Linked DNA regions of Sus scrofa: regions 1, 3 and 4 are each linked to region 2. Evidence: chromatin contacts called from public HiChIP or PLAC-seq data. All regions are on one chromosome and are shown on one strand. Each heading gives the region's core, a stretch centred on a gene start, on an enhancer-like site or on the middle of the called end of the contact. The rest is flanking DNA. Distances are from core to core; before and after follow the strand shown. Region 1 holds the start of CNNM3 (metal transporter CNNM3). Region 2 holds the start of ACTR1B (beta-centractin). Region 3 holds the start of ANKRD23 (ankyrin repeat domain 23). Region 4 holds the start of SEMA4C (semaphorin-4C).

The links. HiChIP or PLAC-seq counts read pairs in DNA pulled down with a chosen protein or histone mark.
Region 1: a contact with region 2 is called in an H3K27ac HiChIP or PLAC-seq map of alveolar macrophages. The contact joins the promoter of CNNM3 here to the promoter of ACTR1B in region 2. A contact is called at or near these places in 1 of 47 Hi-C or Micro-C datasets (liver) and 2 of 2 datasets of contacts at active chromatin or transcription factors (alveolar macrophages and skeletal muscle).
Region 3: an H3K27ac HiChIP or PLAC-seq map of skeletal muscle shows a contact between it and region 2. The contact joins the promoter of ANKRD23 here to the promoter of ACTR1B in region 2. A contact is called at or near these places in 1 of 47 Hi-C or Micro-C datasets (heart right ventricle) and 2 of 2 datasets of contacts at active chromatin or transcription factors (alveolar macrophages and skeletal muscle).
Region 4: a contact with region 2 is called in an H3K27ac HiChIP or PLAC-seq map of skeletal muscle. The contact joins the promoter of SEMA4C here to the promoter of ACTR1B in region 2. A contact is called at or near these places in 2 of 47 Hi-C or Micro-C datasets (heart right ventricle and subcutaneous adipose tissue) and 2 of 2 datasets of contacts at active chromatin or transcription factors (alveolar macrophages and skeletal muscle).

The regions. Positions count from the first base shown.
Region 1 is chr3:56,810,833-56,814,549 of Sscrofa11.1, forward strand. It overlaps CNNM3 (metal transporter CNNM3), which reads right to left and starts at 1,284. Exons shown (of 7, transcript XM_021087264.1): 1 at 1-1,284. The coding sequence starts at 912.
Region 2 is chr3:56,609,012-56,612,228 of Sscrofa11.1, forward strand. It overlaps ACTR1B (beta-centractin), which reads left to right and starts at 1,345. Exons shown (of 12, transcript XM_021087260.1): 1 at 1,345-1,576. The coding sequence starts at 1,529.
Region 3 is chr3:56,775,477-56,779,008 of Sscrofa11.1, forward strand. ANKRD23 (ankyrin repeat domain 23) reads left to right here and starts at 1,348. Exons shown (of 10, transcript NM_001315720.1): 1 at 1,348-1,389; 2 at 2,594-2,662; 3 at 2,665-2,739; 4 at 2,907-3,035. The coding sequence starts at 1,363.
Region 4 is chr3:56,748,959-56,752,172 of Sscrofa11.1, forward strand. It overlaps SEMA4C (semaphorin-4C), which reads left to right and starts at 1,787. Exons shown (of 15, transcript XM_021087262.1): 1 at 1,787-2,216.

The sequences.
Region 1 (3,717 bases), core at 34-2,533, 200 kb after region 2:
AGTGAGCAGCACCGCCAAGCGGCTGAGGATAAGAGCGCGCGGCGCCAGCGCCAACGTCCAGCGCCCGCTCACGGCAGCCGGCACCACCTCGCCCACCAGGAACAAGAGCCCCGCGCTGCCCAGCACGGCGGGCACGGCGCGCTGGCCAGCCGCGCGGTACAGTAGCACCGCCAGCGCAGCCTGAGCCAGGCTAGCCAGCAGCAGCAGCGCCCCGAGGGCGCAGCCGGCCCAGCGTCTTGAGGGCTCCAGACGCCGCGCCGCCGCACGCTCCGCCTCCGAGCCGCTCTCGCGCAGCACCTGCACTTCGGCCGGCGCCAGCGCCAGGGCGCTCAGCTGCAGGCCCCGCGCCAGAGCCGCCAGCGCCAGCAACCCCGCCGCCCCCAGACCCACTGCCCAGGGCGGGGCCGCCTCCTCGGCCGCCTCGCCGCCCGGCTCTACACGCACGGCTAACAGCGCCGAGTGCGGGTGCGCGGACTCAGAGCGCAGACGCAGCAGCGCACGCCACTCGCCCGTGGGGGCCGCCGCGCCGCCCGGCTCCCCACGCACTGCCAGCCGCGCGGAGTGCGGATGCGCGGCCTCCGCGCGCAGGCGCAGCAGCGCACGCCACTCGCCCGTGGGGGCCGCTGCCTCGTCTGGAGCTGCGACCGGCCCGCCCTCTGGGCAGCCCGCCCCCTCGGGGGCCACCCAGGACCAGGAGCTGTTGGCTAAGCCCGACCCGAAGAGGCGCAAGCGGAAGGTGGCCTCCGGAGCAGTCCGCACCTCCTCTCCTCGCGCCCACCCCGTGCCTGCCGCTCCGTCCTCTTCCAGACAGACGCCCAGCACTCGAGGACCCGGAGCCGCCTCCGCGGCGGCGTTGCCCAGGCAGAACGCGGCGAGCAACCAGCCTAGCCGACCCGCCGTTGCCGCCGCCATCGCCTGCTGCCCCCTCTCGGCCTCCCGCGCAGCCTACCCCTCCGCCTCCCCCGGGCCAATTATCGCCGGCCCTGGCGCTTCCTCCACCAATAGGCGGCAGGCGGGGGCGGGCCCCAGGGTCGGACTAGGCTGCGCCGGGGAGTAAACAAGCGGCGGCGCGATCCTGGGGCGGGCCGGGGGCGTGGGGCTCTAGGCCCCGCGGGGCTACACCGCGGCTCCCTGGGCTGGGGCTGGCCGGCTCCGGGAGGACGCGGAGCGGAGAGCTGGCCCCCATCAGCGGACGTCTGGTTTCCCCCGGCCATCCCCGCGCACCCGGAGGCCGGTCCGGGCTCTGGGAAGTGCCTGGCTCAGGATTCGGGCCTCAGAGCGGAGTGGCGCTCCTGAAATTGCAGGCAGAGACTTCAGCGAATGGGAGATGGGCAGTTTTCTCAGAAAGCGCCCCGTGAACCACAGACCTAAAGGGCAAGGAGGGCTTAAAGAACTGGTGACTAGGCTTCGGAAGCTAAGGTTTATTGAAGACGTGTGATTGCTCCCGACTCTGCTATTGGTCTGGGTTGTGACACACAACCCCTGTTTTAAAAGGAACTTGCATTCTTGCCAGGAAGAACGACAGTAAATAGATAAACACACGAAATCACTACCTCTTTGGATCCTTGCAGCTACTTCGTGTTATTAATATATTGCACGGGAGAAAAGTAGGACTCGACTTGGCACAGATATCGGGCTCCAATGCGACCAGCCTAGTACCCTGTTCACCATCCTAGCCGCTTTAGGAGATGGCAGCTCTGTCAGGAATTACTGTACCTGGTCGTCCCACTTCTAGCAGATCATTCTTGGGAAAATAATTCCTAAAGACAAACAAGTGTTCCTCAGCCCATTATAATGTCATCTTGACCTGGTTGGAAGGAAACATACAGACTGCTAACAAGACTTCTCTATAGGTGTGGAGAAAAAAGGGCTTTTTAAGAGATTTTCTTTACATTTGTATTATCAAATTTCCTAACACAGTAGACTGTGATAAGACCATCCATATACATGTCATTTTAAATAGTCTTTACGAGGATTCTATAGAAACACATTGCTATGTTCTGAAAATAATATAAGTAAGTGAGGCACTGTGGCTGCAATTAAGTAAAATAACGTTGGTGTGGAAGGTAATATGCAAAATTGAGTAAACCAACAGAAATACTGTGTGAGAATTTTCAGAATAAGCCGCCAGAAGAAGCAATAATACTACTGAGCTTTTCCACTGGACTGGCACACTTCTTTTGGAAAAAGGAAATAAACTCAACCCCTTTGGTTCACACTTCTGTCCCCCAGTCCAGAGAAAATGCTGACACAGTGAGAATGGATGACAGGCTTGAAGTGAGTCATGTGCCTGAAAAGTTAACTCACAAAGAACACTTCCAGAGGCAAGATGGGGAAAATGCCTAGTGCATCTAGACAGGGCTCTGACCTTTGACAAGTAACTTTTCCCTTAGTCTCTGGCTCCCTTAGAAAACAACCTATAACTTATTCTGGGGGGAAGAAGACCTTTCGGTAGAAGAAAACTTTTGAAAACTTGGATCACACTTGGAAAACACAAAGGGCGATTTAAACTGTGAGACACAAAGACAAAGGATCCAGTAGAGGGCAAGCCAAGCTGCTCAGGGAGAGATTTCCTGTGAATAGAGGCCCCAGCACACACCTTCACCAGCTTCCTTCTTCCCTGGCTCTGCACCATTCTTTGGTCCATCGTCACAGCATCAATGGAGACTCTTGTCACCGGATGTTCAGGTCCCTCACTGACACTCCCTGGATTTTCCTTTCTGGTCATTTGGTCCAAGACATTTCCATGTTTTATCTGTATTTATTCTTGAGTTTTAAAGCTGTGACTGTGGCCACTGGCTCATTCCTGCTTCTCTTTCTCTCTCTCTCCCTCCCTCTCTCGTCTGCCGACGTCACTTCCTTCAGCTGGTCTTCCTTGACCGTCTTGACTAGGTTGGATCAAGGTTATGGGAGCAAAGTGCTCCCCTCCAACAGCATCCAGGACTTACTTTCTTGTAAGGCCCATTCATTCATTCATTCAACAAGTATTTCCTGCATTGAATGCCTGCGGGGTACCAGACACTGTTGTAGTGCTGGGACTACAGTGGAAATAAGAAAGATGCTGACCTCCTGGAGCTTCAGTTCTAGTGGGAGGACAACAGAAAATACACACGTCTGTACTTCTTATCTGATCATAAGTGCTATGGAGAAAAAGTAATCTGAGACAAGAGGGACTATTGCTAAGCTATTTTGGATGGGAAGGCTTCTTCAAGGAGGTAACATTTGAACAGAGGCTTTGATGCAGTGAAGGGGTGAGCCTCAAAAAGACCTGGGAGAAGAGAATGTTCCAGGCGGAGAAGACAGCCTGAGAAGTTGGTGGCACATGGCACACAGCAGGGGCTTAAACATGTGTGGAACAGAGGAATGAATGAAATTCTTCCTTGCCCTCCTATAAGATTTTGTATTCATTATCCCTTTTAAGGGGAATGTTCTCCTTTCTTTCTGCTTACCCGGCGTCTCCCCTTAAACATTGCCCCCAATTCACCCAGTTAAGCAGGGCTTGCCTGAGCCCCTGGCGGGGGCGCACTCAATCAGTTGCACCCATCAGCCAGGCCTCTGTGAGCACCCAAGAGTCCTCAGGCTGAAACCTTGGGAGCGGGTGCAGTGAGGATGCCTCAAGGGGAAGGCTCTTCGGGAGATAAACACTCCAACTTTAGAAGCAAGCTCCTTTCTCCTTCAGCCACCAGGGCAGAGGGGAGGGCCAAGCTGCCCAGCCCA
Region 2 (3,217 bases), core at 95-2,594:
TGACCTCAATTGCGTGAAATTCCACAATAGGCAAAACTAACCTGTGTCATTAGAATGCAGGACAGTGGTCTCCGAGGAGGAGGAAAAAGCAGTGAGCAAAAGGGGTGAGAGGTTTCTGGGTCATGCTTTGCTTTTTTTTTTTTTTTTTTTGTCTTTTCTAGGGCCGCTCCCGCAGCATATGGAGGTTCACAGGCTAGGGGTCAAATCGGAGCTCTGGCTGCCGGCCTATGCCAGAGCCACAGCAACTCAGGATCTGAGCTGCGTCTGCAACCTACACCACAGCTCATGGCAACGCCGGATCCTTAACCCACTGAGCAAGGCTGGGGATCAAACCCGCAACCTCATGGTTCCTAGTCAGATTCGTTAAGCACTGAGCCACGACGGGAACTCCCATGCTTTGTTTCTTAAATTCAGTGATGGTTATGATCTCGAAGAGACAGCAGTGAGTAATGACTTGGAGTGAGACCTTAATTTCCTGCTCCAGAATTGAACCTGGGCAGCCTAGATGAAAACCAGGTAACCTAGCCACTAGACTAACTACAGGCTAGAAGCAGAAGTGCCCTGATTCTTGCGCCCTGTTGAAAACTGAATGTTTCAAGGAGGCAAAGACTGTGAAAATAGGTATAAAGTTTGGAGTATAGGTATAATTCATTAAAATGTATACTTATGATTTCTGCACTTTTCTGCATGACGGTTGTGCTTCAATTTTACCAAATTTAATCTCACAGTCTAGTGGGAAAGTTATATAGAGATGCAAATAACCATGGCTCAGTTCGGTAGTGAATTCAGGACTCTCATCTAGCACTTATGCAGCAGTTGACTCCGGCACAATTGTAGGCTGCCTGCAGGCTAATCCCAGTTGCTGCTCCTTGATTCCCATATCTGTAAAATGGGGATAATAATAAAACTACCTGATACAGTTACTGCAAGGGTGTAATATAGTAATCTATAGAAAGTGGGTTAGAAGTCCTCCGCAAGCACGTGGCAGGTGCTCCATTAACTCAGCTACCGTTAGCACGAAACTGTAATTTTTACTAGGAAAAGGATCCTCCTCAATGCTCTATAAAGAAATGCTTTGGGTGAAATATCCAGCGCCAGCCTCCTCGGGTGCAGCGAGCTTAGGAGGAACGGAGTCTTCCTGGACAGGTGAACTCCCAACCCTCCTGACTCCGAACACGTCCTCTTTAAGAGTGGAGCCACGACGTCAACCCCACGCGGCGCAGCCTACCTTGGAAGCGCCCCTGCGGTTCTTCCGAGCGGCCTCCATTGGCTGGCCAGCACCCGGCGGCCCCGCCCCTTCGCCGGCCTCCGGCCCCAGGCGACCTGCGTCAATCCGCCCAGCTTGGAGCTATGATTGGCCGTGGGGCCGGCCCTCCAGAAAGCCCCGCGGGGCTTGCTTAAGCTGCGCGCTCTGGATGGGAGGGGCGCGGCGCAGCGTCTGTAGCCGCCTCCGTCCCCCTCCGTCTGCCCGCCCGCCGTTGGTCCCTCCAGCAGCCCGCCTGCTGGGCAGGGCCGGCCCGGCCCGGCCATGGAGTCCTACGACATCATCGCTAACCAGCCTGTGGTCATCGACAACGTGAGGCTCGGCGGCCGGGGGGAGGGCGGGCGCTCCGCCCTCAGGGACTCATGCGGCGGCACCTGCAGGGACCCCGGCCCGTCTCTGCCGCTCCTCTGGTCACTGCCCGCCTGCCACCCGCGCTGGCCGCCCGCGCCCCCACCTGGCCCTTAACCCGGGCCACGGGGCCAGACCCTCGCCAGCGTGGCAGAGCCCCAGCCAGAGCACTCCTGAGCCCGGCGGGGAGGTCAGGAGAGGCAGGAGTCCCATCCGTCTGGCGGCCCTTGGTCAGCATCTGGAGGGCTGGAGTGACAGCCGGGCAACCCGGCAGATGTGTGTCAGGCTCGGGGCGCACCCCGGACCCTTCTCAATTGACAGTGAGGTCACAGGGCAGGTCTCGACCCAGCCCCTTTACTACTCCTCAGGCTCTGACTCTGGCTGCCCCTCCTAGTGGAGGAGGAATGGCATTTGCCTTCTTGCACACCACTGGCCCCATGTTTCGGAGAGGGTTGGCCTGGTGACCTCTACAACAGCTCTTCCCAAGGGGCTGCACCCCCAGGCAGCACCTCCAGAGTGGGCAGGCCTTGCTGCACCCTTTTCCTGGGACAGGGGAAAATGTAAGCTAAGCTCTGCCGGCCACATAGCCACGGCCACCTGCCTGGCCACTTGGCTGTTTTGACCCTCTCCTTAAGTGCTCCAGGAGCCAAACAGAAGTTCCACAGTTGGCAGGGCAATGGAAAGAATTCAGGACTACTTTTCCCAGAACCCATGAGTACTTTGCAATAATTGTTTGACAACCTCAGGAGAAAGTTGCTTGGCTCCATTGTGGTCCTTCAACACTGGGGCTAAGCATGCTTCCTGGTCCACAGGAAGAAAATAAAGGACAGGGAGGGATCTGTGGCTCTGCTCCTAGCTGGGTATCTGCCCCTGGAGCCCTGGAGTTTTTGTTAATGACTCACTTTTCTTTCTTGGATCTGTCTCCCTGCCATTTGACTCCCATGTAATCCCTGAATGGCTGTCTTTTTTGGAGTACCCATGTGAGCACCCTGAGTCACTGCAGGGGATGCTTAATAAGAAAGCTGGAACTGGGCTTGGGGGATACTCTCCATCAGCCCATGGGAAGGACAGGGCCACTTCCTTTCTTGGCGGGCAAATAATCCACTTAGGCTAATCAAAAAGTTTAAGAGGGAACTGGTTTGCTCCCTCTGGGCTTCCAACCCCTCCTCTGTAACTTAGGGTTGTATATGTCTGCTCTACAGACCCCAAGGCTGGTGGTGGAGATCTCTGGGAACATGGGTTGAGATTCTGGTTCCTGCAGTGGATGGGGAGTTTCTAGATGCCAAGTTCCCTTCAAGATTCTAAGTTCCTTGGTGGTCTAGTGATTAGGATTCAGTGCTTTCAGCACTTTGGCCCAAGTTCAATCCCGAGTCTGGGAGCTGAGATCCCATGTCAAGCTACTGTACATTCTGGCCAAAAAAAAGGGGGGGGGATTCTAAATCCAGCTTCCATCCTGAAGCAGTGCAGAACCAAGTTCTCCTCTTGTAGGCTCTGGGGAAACCACTTGAGAAGTGCCAGCTGTCCCCAAGCATCCAATGATCTTCCCTGGGCCATCCTGTATGTGGTCCATGGCTGCTGACAGGAGGGGGCTGGGGACTGTTGGAG
Region 3 (3,532 bases), core at 98-2,597, 170 kb after region 2:
TGAGGCCAGGGATCGAACCCACATCTTCATAGATACTAGTTGGGTTCATAACTTGCTGAGCCACAATGGGAACTCCAATTTTTTTTTTCTTGATAAGTAATAGCAGTAGTAAGTTAATACAGTGAGCTCCATGTGAATACCAATAGTTTCTGCTGAGAATTTCAGGTGCAGTCTGCTGGAGCCCTCGCCCTCAGACGTTGTTGGAGGGGTGTCTTAGAGTTGGTGGCCAGTGGTGGGGGCCAAAGCTGAAGTCCTGCCTTCTCCTGTCTATATCCCCTCACTCTCCTCCAGGTAATTCTCCCTCGTCACGACCACAAGTCACCTTCGAAAGAAAGGTGGACGATAAGCTTGGGCTCCTCATGTCTCAAAACTTGGAAGCACTGAGAAGCCAGCTGGGGGTGGGGCCTCGGTCTGCCTGTGACCTGCAGTTCTCCTGCTCGGCCTGGATGCCTGCTCGTGTTTCTCCAATTCTGGAGTCTTACTCACTAGCTATCAGATTTCCTTGAAACGTCAAGGCAGAGGTCAAGGCGCAGCCAAGGGGAGGCATACTTGGTGTCCCGGGAAAATTAGGAAGTTTGACCTTGGCAGCTGGAGAGGGACTGCTCTGCGACTGGATTAATGGTTCATGTTCATAGTTGGACCTGGGGCGGATCTGAGCCTCACCTTCCTGGGGAGGGTCGTGCTGTGCCTGGCAGGTGTCCGTGGGGACCTGCATGTGGGCCATCAAAGGCTCTTCAGGAGGCACAAGATGCTGATAACAGGCCAAGCTTGGCTCTGGGTGGTGGCCTAGCTTAATGCTAAGGCCTTCAGAGTGGTGGGGGACAAACCCACCAGGAGCAGCTGGGAGTGATCTGGGAACTGGCCAGGTGAGAAACAGCTCGATTTCTTCAAGTAGGTGCCAGCTGAGGCAGATGTCAGCCTCCTGGGCCTGTGGTTTGGAGGTCTTCTTTAAGGATTCTGGTCCTTCTGCTAGGGCAGTCATGCTGGATCTTCCAAGGTCTCCACAGACAGACCTCATACTTGACCGTGTTTTCAAGTGGGAGCTATTTCCCCTGAGCCTAGGCTGGTGGCCCAGCACCCAGGATGTATGTTATTGGTTGAATTGCTTCTGAGTAGGTGCCTGGGGGCAGGTGGCACCGGTGCAGGATGGCAGGTATCTGAGGATGCAACTGACTCAGCTCAAAACAGCTTTCTCCTGCCTACAGCAGGCTGCATGCCCGCACTGGTATTTCGGTGGTGTTACAGAGCCACTGAGTTATCTGGCCAGGGCACAAGCCTCTGCCCTTCCCCCGGAGATAGCTCTCTATAAAAGGGCTGAGCCTCTCAGCTTCTCTCACTGGGAGCATGGAGAGCGGGGGGACCATGGACTTGATCAGCATCCAGCAGTTGGTAAGGCCACAGGGCAGTGGTCTGGGTGCCCTGGACTGTCTCAGCAGAATGAGGAGCTCAGGCAGTTTCTTTCTTTAGCCTGTAGAGTGGGTTTTAGGAGTCAAGACCTGGTCTGTCTGCCGAGTCCTCATGTGAGGTGGTGAGGGGCTAGGGAGCAAGAGAGGGAAACAGTGAGAAAGATGCTGCGTCATGGTGGGCAAGGAAATCCTTGAGTTTAGTGGGTTTTGCCCTGGGCTGTGATGGCCAAAGAGGAACACAAAGTGGCAGGTCACCCTAGAAGACACACGTGTGGCTGGGGTGTTTAGCTCAATTGCACTGATGGTCCAGAGGGTCTGGCTGCCTTGGCTGGGGGCAGGGAGAAGGGTGCCCTGGGCAGGGAAACAGGAATAGCAGTGGCACTTTGGGATGTCTGCTGTGGGGAGGTGGGGTGTGGAGGGTGGTGAGGCTGATGGCCACAGCCAGGGCAGCCTCAGCAGCCTCTTGCTGGGAGGTGGGCTGCAGGGCCTGAGTGGTTTCATGTTGCCTGGGTTTGCTTTTCAAAGCCCAAGGCTCTGCCATCCTGTCATTCCAACTTTTTCTCTCCCCTCAACACGCTTATTCCTCAATGCTCCCCAGCTCCTGAGTCCCGGGGCTGGGGGCCGGGAAGGAAAAGACAGGAAGAATGTATAGCAGGTTCTGCCCTAGGCACTAGTCCCTGGACGTCACAGCTCCAAGGGGTAAATGCTGGCTTCACCCCATTTTACTGTGAAGAAACAGAGCTTCATGAGGAGTCAAGATTTGAACCCAGGAATCTTACCCAGAAGGCATCTCCTCTGTCCCTCTGGGCTTGGGGTCAGGTGGCAGTGTGGCGTGATCTGGTAGGAATGTAAGGACAACAACTCAGGAGGGCAGCCATGTCAACCACCCGGGCTCACCTGGACACAGCCCAACAGTATAAATAGATGCAGTGTCAGGCCCCCTGCTGCTAGTTTCTGTGACAGTATAGGGCAGGCCGCAGGCGACACCGCAGGCCATGAGCCAGTGATAGCCATGGGTGTCAGGAGCAGCCCGTGTTTAGACTGCCCATGAGCTTTGACAGGGGTCAGGCCAGCTCTCAAATCACTCCGGGCAGGGACACCCCCCCACCCGCCCCGTACAACACAGCCATGTTTTCTAACGCCTTCTCTTAATTTTTCTGATCCTTTATCCTTGTCCTGTCCTGTAGGTAAGTGGAGAGAGAGGTGAAAGGAAAGAACTGGGACGTGGACATAGAGTTCCTGATCCTGGAGGTGGGCTTGCACCTGGAGGCTGGGGCCCCAGGAGGCTGAGGCCCAGGAGAGGCGGAAACTGGAGGAAGAGAAGAGGAGCAGAGTGAGTGACCGGGTAGCTGGCCATGAGCAGGGCCCCACAGCTTGAGTGCTGCACTTCTTTTGTGGGCAGGGAGGATGGGGTTAGAACAGCTGGAGGCTGCCCCAGGGCTCCCGCGGCCAGCAGCTAATGGCTGGCATGGCCCTGTTTCCACCCCCTTTCTGCTCCAGCTTGAAAGATTTAACAGTTCCAGAATTAACTTGGAGAACCTGGCTGACTTGGAAAAGTTGGTTCAAAGACGGAGAGAAAAGCGACTAAAACGCAGAGTCCCCCCCAGGGCACCTGAGCCTGAGGTCAAGGTGAGAGAGAAGGTGGGGTGAGTGTGGACAGGGGTGGGCCCACACCAGGGCTGGAGCCCGAGAGCAGGAGCCCCCTGCCACTACGGCTGCCCAGCTGGCCCCTGGAGCCCCCCAACCCCTGCTAGTTTGCCTGGGCTGCTGCCAGAACAAAGTGCTGCAAACCAGGGGCTTAAAAAGCAGCTGTTTTTTGTCTCATAGGAACATTACGTCTTGGAGGCTGGAAGTCTGAGACCAAGGTGTTGGCAGGGCTGGTTCCTTCTGAGACTCTGGGGGGAAATCTGTCCGGGCCGGCGGCTGTCTTTGCTGTTTCTTGGCTTGTGGCCACATCACCCCAGTCTCTGAGTTCACGTGGCCTTCTACCCATGTGAACGCCTCTGGTCCCTTTTCGTAAGGACACCAGCCATACTGGACTGGGGCCCACCTAACTCCAGTATGACCTCATCTTAACCAATTACAGATACAGTGACCCTATTTCCACATAAGGTCCCCTTCTGAGG
Region 4 (3,214 bases), core at 537-3,036, 140 kb after region 2:
GCTGTGTCTGTGACCTACACCACAGCTCACAGCAATGCCAGATCCCTTAACCCACTGAGCAGGCTAGGATCGAACCCACAACCTCATGGTTCCTAGTCAGATTTGTTTCTGGTGCGCCATGATGGGAACTCCAGTAATTTTTTTTTCCCCTTAATTTAAGGCCCATAAGTCCTCATTTTTGACAGTTGTGCTTTTATATAAAAGTATGAATCACGGAGTTCCCTTCGTGGCTCAGTGGTTAATGAATCCGACTAGGAACCATGAGGTTGCAGGTTCCATCCCTGCCCTTGCTCAGTGGGTTAAGGATCCAGCATTGCTGTGAGCTGTGGTGTAGGTTGCAGACGCGGCTCAGATCCTGCGTTGCTGTGGCTCTGGCATAGGCCAGTGGCTACATCTCCGATTTGACCTCTAGCCTGGGAATCTCCATATGCCACGGGAGCAGCCCTAGAAAAGGCAAAAAGACAAAAAAAAAAAAAAAAAAAGTATGAATAATGAGCAAGTAGACATGCAGGAAACTATATACCCTGCTCACCCACCCATGGAAAAGGCCTGTGCTGGAAAGGAACAGAATACAGCAGGAAATGAGCGAAGGTAGAGAAGGAGAGCTCAGGAACTGCAGCCTCATTTTTGAGGAGCGTTTGGGAGGGAAGGGCTCTGGAGTCTGTTAGCAGGAAGGGAGAAGTCTGCCTTGAGGTATAAGAGATGGTCCCTGCCAGTGAAACCAAACCACCTCCTGAGACTTTCCACTGGGGCCGTCTTGCAAGTGGGGCCAGGAGCTCAGGTCTCAGCCTGGTAACCCTCATCCCTAGGGGTGGGTGGGGGTGAAACTGAGGCAAAATAGCAGGGAGAGGAGGGTTTGGTGCCTAAAAGTTGTCAGAATGACTGATCAATTTATCAGAAAGACAGAATCAGGAATCCCAAGGCCTGATTTAATATTCCGACCTTGGTAATTATCTGTGTGACTTTGGACAGGTTGCTTAACCTTTCTGAGACTCATTTTATCTATAAAATGAGAGAAACAATACCTACTTTATAAAGGGTGTTGATGAGGGTAAAATGTTGCTGACTCTAAAGCACAGAACAAATGTGCTTTACTGCCGCTTAGATAGACAGGGTCTAACTTGGACCACAAGTGGAGTATGTGTGTGTTTGTGTCACCCATCTTCTCCCTCCCTGCCACCCACCCCATGCTAATTAACTGGCTTGTCCCCTATCTCCAGCATCTCCAAGGCCACCAGCTGTTTTTCTGGTGGAGAGGAACTGGGAAATGTGGCTTTGGCCAGCACGGGAGAAGGGATCTTTATGTATACTAGCAAAGACCCAATTGTTACTGAATCCAAACTGGGCTGCTTTCCCCAATTATCTCCACTGGTCTTCTGGCCTCCACTTTTCAGATGCCAAGTTTTAACCCAGAACAAAAGCCCCTGTCCAGGACTGATTTATAATCCAAATCTGCTGACGGGGCCCTAAAGTGTCCCTCCCCTACAGGACTGCACAGGGCTTAATGTTACCAGGAAGCTTTTCTGCCTCCAGTCTCTTCACTTCTGCCCTTTGGCCCTAGACAGGAGGTGGCATCTGTCTTTGGGTCCCCATGAGGTGGCCTCCCTGGGGTTCCTCTGTCCACTTGTCCAGCTTGGAGGACCAGCTGGCAAAGACACCCTAGCACCACCCAGGAGACCAGAGCTACAAGTTACTTCTAGGAGCGGCTGTGGGCGGAGGCTGGCGGTTCTGAGAGTGGTAGTTCTCCAGCTGGCTCCCCTCAACCCCTTTCATCTGAACATCAGGGTTCATGTCACTTGTTATTCAGCCTTCCAGTGGCACCAGAGGAGTCATTTCCTGAGGGTAGGCTCTGTGCAACAGGAGCCGGGGTTTATCCTTGCCGGAGTCAGGCAAGGGGCGCTGAGTGGGACCCTTTGCCTGGAGCGTGAGAAACAACAGGCAGAAGCTCGAGGGAGGCTCGGGGGTCTTCCTGGCTGGTGAGGCCCGATCCAGTCTGATCCCAGGGGTCAGGCGTCAAGCCAAGAAACGATGCAGAATTGGGGGTCCAAATAAGACCACTCTGGGCCGCCCCGAAGAGAAGCCTCGGATACACGCCTCGAGGTGGCTCGCCTGCCTTCGTTCCTGTAACCATAGCGTAGGGAGCGCCTTAGCCCCATTCCCGATCCAGGTCGCCCAGCCCGAGCGGTTGGCCTTAGGGGACACTTCGGAAAGACCGGGTAAGTCCGATTCCCCTTGCCAGGGCCCGGAGTCCCTCCTCTGTCCCACCTCCCCGCGCGGTGGCGCAGATCATGACTACAAGGCGCTGGGCCGCAGGGCACCGGGAGGGGCGGGGGTCCGAGCCACCGGACGGGGAGCGGCGAGGCGTGCGGGTCGCGGCGGGTCACAGCCCCCCTCGGGGCGGGCCTTCGCGTCCCGCCCCCGGCCTCCGCCGACCCCCCCCACCCTGTTTGACGTCAGGGGGAGGGGACGGAGAGCGGCGGCAGCCGGGGAGAAAGAGCCGGCGCCCGCCGCGGTGGCGCGGGGAGCCCGAGCCCAGGGGCGCCGAGCCGAGCCGGGCCGAGGGGCGGTGGCAGCCGGGCAGCGGAGCAGGGCGGGCGGGCGCGCGCGGGCGGGCGGCGGCGCGCGGGCAGGGGCGGACCGTGGTCGGAGCCGAACGCGAGGGCGGCGCCCAGGGATTCCAGCCGCGAAGAAGAGGTGAGTGAGGCCGGGGTTGCCCGGGGCCGGGGCTAAGGGGCTCCGGCCCGCTGCTTTGTCCGCCGACTCGGGAGGGGGCGGCCTGCACGCGCGAGGGACAGGGTCTGGGGGCGCAGGGAGGGGCGGCGGCAGGGACAACTGTCCGCCCGAGTGCCTTCTTACGCCCCCCGCGGGCTGCCTCGCGGGGGCTCGTAAGCGGGGCAAGCTATTCCCTTCGCTACAGGGTCCGGAAGCGCGGACTGGTCATGGGGAGCGGGGGTCCCCCGTGCTGTCCGGTCCGAGGCCGGGATCTTCTCCAGGTCCCCGAACTGCCCCCGGCTTTGCCACCTCCGACGGAAAGTTTGGGGCGGGCTTGGACGGAGGCCGATGTTGTGGGATCGGATTTCCCTGCCGCGGCCCCCCAGCCTCCCGCCCGCTCCGCTCCGCTGGGGAGGCGGGCTGTCCTGGAAAGGCTGGAGCGCTCGCCTTGCAGCCGCGGGGGTGCCATCCACGGCCCGCCGCTCGGGGTGGGCAAGGGTCG